2 separate regions of the Bos taurus genome follow, and region 1 is linked to region 2. The links are chromatin contacts, called in public Hi-C maps. All regions are on one chromosome and are shown on one strand. Each heading gives the region's core, a stretch centred on a gene start, on an enhancer-like site or on the middle of the called end of the contact. The rest is flanking DNA. Distances are from core to core; before and after follow the strand shown.

What was found. Hi-C and Micro-C count contacts between places; a contact is called where the count stands out from the background.
Region 1: a contact with region 2 is called in a Hi-C map of skeletal muscle, with 7 times the contacts expected there. The contact joins the promoter of MAPKAPK3 here to the enhancer-like site in region 2. A contact is called at or near these places in 4 of 11 Hi-C or Micro-C datasets (blood, liver, skeletal muscle and 1 more).

The regions. Positions count from the first base shown.
Region 1 is chr22:49,738,441-49,741,140 of ARS-UCD2.0, reverse strand. It overlaps MAPKAPK3 (MAPK activated protein kinase 3), which reads left to right and starts at 1,434. Exons shown (of 11, transcript NM_001034779.2): 1 at 1,434-1,542; 2 at 1,804-2,079. The coding sequence starts at 1,855.
Region 2 is chr22:49,394,769-49,397,468 of ARS-UCD2.0, reverse strand. The region is part of intron 49 of DOCK3 (dedicator of cytokinesis 3); the gene reads left to right. Among named protein-coding and RNA genes, the nearest start is that of MANF, 12 kb to the right of the region's middle. Within about 2 kb of position 1,333, at least 9 of the 102 cell types and tissues checked have an H3K27ac peak or open chromatin away from gene starts, as enhancers often do. A contact at or near this core is called in skeletal muscle, where this site is marked.

The DNA of each region.
Region 1 (2,700 bases), core at 185-2,684, 340 kb before region 2:
AACCCAACCTTCCCTGTTCCAAGTGAGCCACCTCCTCCTGGGTTGTGGGGTGAGAGAGAAGGGCAGGAGCAGTGCAGGCTTGTTCAAGGAGACAGCCACACATCCTGAAGCTCTAGTCGTTTCCTCTTACGGGCCCTCACTTTCCTTATTTGTGAAATAAGAGTTAACAGTCTGTGATGGGAAAATGAGTTCAAAATATGTAAGATAATCTAAGATGGGGGCTTCCCTGGTGGCTCGGACAGTAAAGGATCCATCTGCATTGCAGGAGACCTGGGTTCGATCCCTGGGCTGGGAAGATCCCCTGGAGGCAGGCATGGCAACACACTCCAGTATTCTTGCCTGGAGAATCCCCATGGACAGAGGAGCCTGGCAGGCTGCAGTCCGTGGGGTCTCAAAGAGTTGGACACAATTAAGCGACTAAGCACACAATCTAAGATGGGCTCAGAGTGGAAGGGAAGACCACTTAGCTAATAAAGAATATCTGGCACTAGGGTGGAAGGAGGAGACTTCTTAAACATGACACCAAAAGTTCAAGTCATAAGGTGAAAAGTTGGTCGATATGACTAAATAGGAATTTAGGATTTCTAGTCTTAGGATCGGAGAAGGCAACGGCACCCCACTCTAGTGCTCTTGCCTGGAAAATCCCATGGACTGAGGAGCCTGGTGGGCTGCAGTCCATGGGGTCGCTAGGAGTCGGACAGGACTGAGCAACTTCACTTTCACTTTTCACTTTCATGCATTGGAGAAGGAAATGGCAACCCACTCCAGTGTTCTTGCCTGGAGAATCCCAGGGACGGGGGAGCCTGGGTGGGCTGCCGTCTATGGGGTCGCAGAGAGTCGGACACGACTGAAGCGACTCAACAGCAGCAGCAGCAGTCTTAGGATGCTGTTTTCCAAGGGAATATGAACAAGAGATGCACAGAAGGGGAGAGATACCAGTGCTAGAAAGATCCCAAGAGCAACCAGGAACCAGAGAGACGCGAATCTCAACAAAATTCCATTTCATTCTCCCTGTTGACAAAAATTAAGACTTTAGATAGACTGGCAGCGGGCCACCACTAAGTTGCAAACCTTTCACATTGTACTGGAGGGCCTTTTGGGAGCTTCCAGAGAAAACACTCGATTCCAGGGGCTACCTGGGGCTCCAGGAGATTTTCTGTGCTGCCACTTCCTTGGTGGCTTGTACAATTGGCTGCTCGCACAACTCACCCGTTAGCCGGCTGCTCTAGCGCTGGGTTTTCCCAGCGGCTGGCGGAGCCTAGGAGGTTTCCTCCCCCTCTAGAAGCCACGCCCCCTATTTCTGCCGCCGCTCTAGGCGGGTCCGGCCCCGCCCCGTCCTGCCTGGGCCAGCCTGGCCCTTTAAGGCTGACCCAGCCCGGCTTGTAGCCGGGGACGCGCGGGGGAGGGGAGCGGTCACGTGGGCAGGCGGCGGCGCGACTCTCGGCTCTGGGCGCTCAGGGCCGCGGCCTCTGGCGACCCCTGTCCCTGCCACTTACCGGCAACCACGGCCCTGTGAGCTGCCGTCAGGTACGCCCTCGTCAGGTACGCCCTCACAGGGCCCCCTCCACCTCCTAATCCCGGGACCTCCCGGCGCTTTCCCCTCTTGACTGGTGGTCCGGGCAGGACTCGCCTGGTGCCCGGCTTGCGTGACCACCGCCCCCTGCCGCGGGTCCGTCCTCTCCAGCAACTCGTTCCTCATTCCCAGCCCTGTCCCCGGCCCGAAGCCCAGTCCGGCTGAGGGCGTCCTTGGCTGGAGTGTATTGAAGGAGTCTGAGCGGAACTCACTCTTCGTCTCTTTCCCAGGTGGCTCCGGACGCGCCAGGCTGGGGCCGCCTCTGAGCGCCCCGCGGGGCTATGGACGTGGAGACAGCAGAGGAGCAGGGGGGCCCTGCGCCCCCGTCAGGTGTACCCTGCGGACCTTGTTCCGCCGGCGCTCCCGCCCTCGGGGGGCGGCGGGAGCCCAAGAAGTACGCAGTGACCGATGACTACCAGTTGTCCAAGCAGGTGCTGGGCTTGGGTGTGAACGGCAAGGTGCTGGAGTGCTTCCACCGGCGCACTGGGCAGAAGTGTGCCCTGAAGGTCAGTGACCCCGCGCTCCCGCATGGGCGGGGGCCCAACAGCAGAGCCCTGTGGATACGGGCTATGCCTAGGGCCTCTGTTAAGCTTCTTAGGCTAAGCATTACCGTTTTCTCCTCTTACTCGTGTGTAAGGTTGGGCTCCTGGTCCCTCCTGCTTCACAGATGAGAAAACTGAGGCTTAGCTTAGCTAAGCTCAGAATGTCCCAGGGAGCAAGGGGGTGTAGTTAGCTGTGGGTAGAGCCTGCTGTACCCGGAAGCAAGGAGTGAGTAATTCCTGACTCTGGGTTTCTGGCTGGGCCTGTGAGTTTGGGCCTGAGGGGGACCTGCATTCAGCTTGGCTGCTCCTTCTATGAGAAACTCTTCTGACTGGAATGGGTTTCACTTACTTTCTGCCTGAGTCCCCACAAAAGCTTGGGGTGGGGCTAATTCTCCTGAGGCCCCTGTCTGCCTAGGCTGGAGTGGTGACAGTCTCCCAGGGCTGACTGGTAGGCAAGCCTGACACCCATTGCCCCTGTGGGCAGGAAGCTACTCATGGGCTCCAGATGAGTCAACCAGACCCGGGTTGAAAGGGGCAGACCCTCCTCCGACCTGACCCACCCCGTTTCCTGGGCAGAGGGCGGGC
Region 2 (2,700 bases), core at 84-2,583:
AACCATGGGTCCAGCAAGTGTCAGGCCTACATGCAAGAGAAGATAAAGACCAGACCCAGCGTCATAGAGGAAGACTGAATTTGTTATTGTTCAGTCCCGTGGACTGTAACCCGCCTGGCTCCTTTGTCCATGCGATTACCCAGGCAAGAATACCGGAGTGGGTTGCCATTTCCTCCTCCAGGGTATGTTCCCGACCAGGGATTGAACCCGTGTCTCCTGCATTGGCCCTGGGAGGCCCAAAATGTGGTGGATGCAGTAGTAGGTGCAGTGGGGACAGAGAGGAGATGGGATGGCCCACGCTCGGGTTTGTGTCTGATGTTACAGATGAGGGGAGCGCTTTCATGGATGGAGAAAGTGTTCCAGAGAGTCCTTTCCATTGGAGTCACTTTCCCCACTCCCAGGAGTGGTCATGACACCAATAGCTTCCTTGCTGCGCCTGTTGATGTTCTGCAGTGGTTCTTGTTGCTTGGAAACCTTCAAGGTGAATGGCCTGCAAGGCACAGTCTTGTAAGTCGGCAGCGCCCCCTGGTGGTCAAAAGGCTGAGCGAGGCTAGGAGATTTTGATTGAACCTTGAATATATTCAGGACTTTCCTGGTGGCTCAGACAGTAAAGTGTCTTCCTACAATGTGGGAGACCAGAGTTTTATCCCTGGATCAGGAAGATCTTCTGAAGAAGGAAATGGCAACCCACTCCAGTACTCTTGCCTGGAAAATCCCATGGATGGAGGGGCCTGGTGGGTTACAGTCCATGGGGTCACAAGAGTCAGACACGACTTGGTGACTAAACCACCAACCACCACCTAGTTAACCATTTAGTTTCCTTTTGAATCAGCCTTTCATTATATGATATTTTGGAGTGTGGCCATCATGATAGGCCATGGGGTTGCAAAGAGTTGGACGTGACTGAGTGACTAAACTTTCTTTCTTTTCTTTGAATATACTCAGTCATGCTGGGGACTCAGCCTCCCTGGGGTTCACCAGACTACAACTGAGATAGTCTGGAAGTCCTGTGATGCAGAAGCCCTTGCGGTATTTAAATGTTTGCATAAAAAGTAGCCGCCACTCTCACCTACTGTGGTTTTGGCTGCCTAGGGAAAACAGCAGTGAGAAGGAAGCTAGAGTTGGAAAATCTAGTGTTTGCACAGAGCACCTGTCAGCCCCTGGGGCCAGGTGCTGCCCTCCAGCCTCACCCTGCAGCACGTAACAGGATGTTGAGTGCTCAGATCCAGGGTTGGCCTGGTGAGCCAGACCGTGAGCTGTCAGGTCAGGGACCACGGCCAAGCTGAGCAAGGCAGCACACCATGTTCCAGCCACGTGCCTGGTACAGGATGGGTATGTGACATGAGTTGGTGTAAAGGGCTGCCTCTCTCTGCATGCTATGTGCGGGCAGCCCTGTCCAGGGCTGTGGCCAACGAGACCCAGGGAGCCTTCAGAGTTTCTTGCTGGGAAGGTACTGTGAAAATCAGTGGGATTAGGAACGCTTTTCTTTTTTTCCTTACACAGCCATCTTTTTGAGATTGCCTCAGAGCACAAGTTCTGAAAGAAAATATTGATAGGGGAGAAAAATCACCAAATAGTAGAAATTCAGGCCTAGTTTATTTGTTTGTTTTTTAAATAAAGCATAGTTTACTCATTCCCTTATCAATGAAGGATAGTTTTTAAAACCAGGCCTTAAAGCCAGTTCTGAGGCTCTACAAACAGTATCACTGAGACCAGTTACGGAGGAAGTTTACGTTAATAATAGCTGCATTATTGGTTTTTGATATGCTGACTTCTTCAACATACTTAAGCCTCATCTTTGGGTCTAAAATGAGTATTTAAAAGGCATTTCTCAAGAACTCCTGGTCACCTTTTTAGTTGTGCCCTGACAGTGCCTAGAGGGCACCCCTAGGAAGGCCCACACAGAGCCTGCAGAGCTGCAGGTTCACCTCTCAGATGAGCTTCACTAAGAGAACACTACACAGAGGGAGTTCACCCACTTGAACCAGCCAGAGGCTGCCAGTGGACGTCGACAGCCCTGAGGTCCAGGTGACCTTCCCATGAGGGATCTGGAAGACCCCACTAGTTTGACATGGACATGCCGCTCTCTGGTACAATGAGTGATGCAAATTTGGAGGGCCTTCTAAATTATATATTCCCAAGGGAAGCCTGCAACTTTTTTTCTCACCACTTCTCTGGAAGGTCCCTTTGAGGACCACCAGTTGACAGGTTACTGGGCGTGTAACCATGGCCTGCATCGATGAGGACTAAGCCACACCACATCTGGCTTCCATAACAGCCCCTCAGTCCTGACGGGGTCTCATAAGCGAAGAGCATGAACCAAGTCAACTCAGGAGCCTGGTTAAGGCCCCACAAGTCCCAGAGTAGCTCCATGACTCCTGAGTTCACTGAAGGGCAAGTCTCAGAGTGAGGAACCCTAGAGAGCCCCCTGTGTGCAGTGCCCCTGGCCCTGAGCCGCTTGGGCTGAGTCTGCAGTAAGATGGCCAGAAGGCAGAGGCCAGGCACAGGAGGCCTGGAATCTGGGGAAAGGTGGTAGGGGCCAGCTGAGACGGGGCCAGTGGTGTCTGGAGAAGGTAAGTGTGTGGAAACCGTGTCCAGTAAGAACTGTGCTTTTCTGTTACCTGAGTGTGTCTGTTTCTGTGTGATGGCTCCATTGCAAGCTCACCTGGGCCCCAAGAGAGCCCAGCACCCAAGCCACTC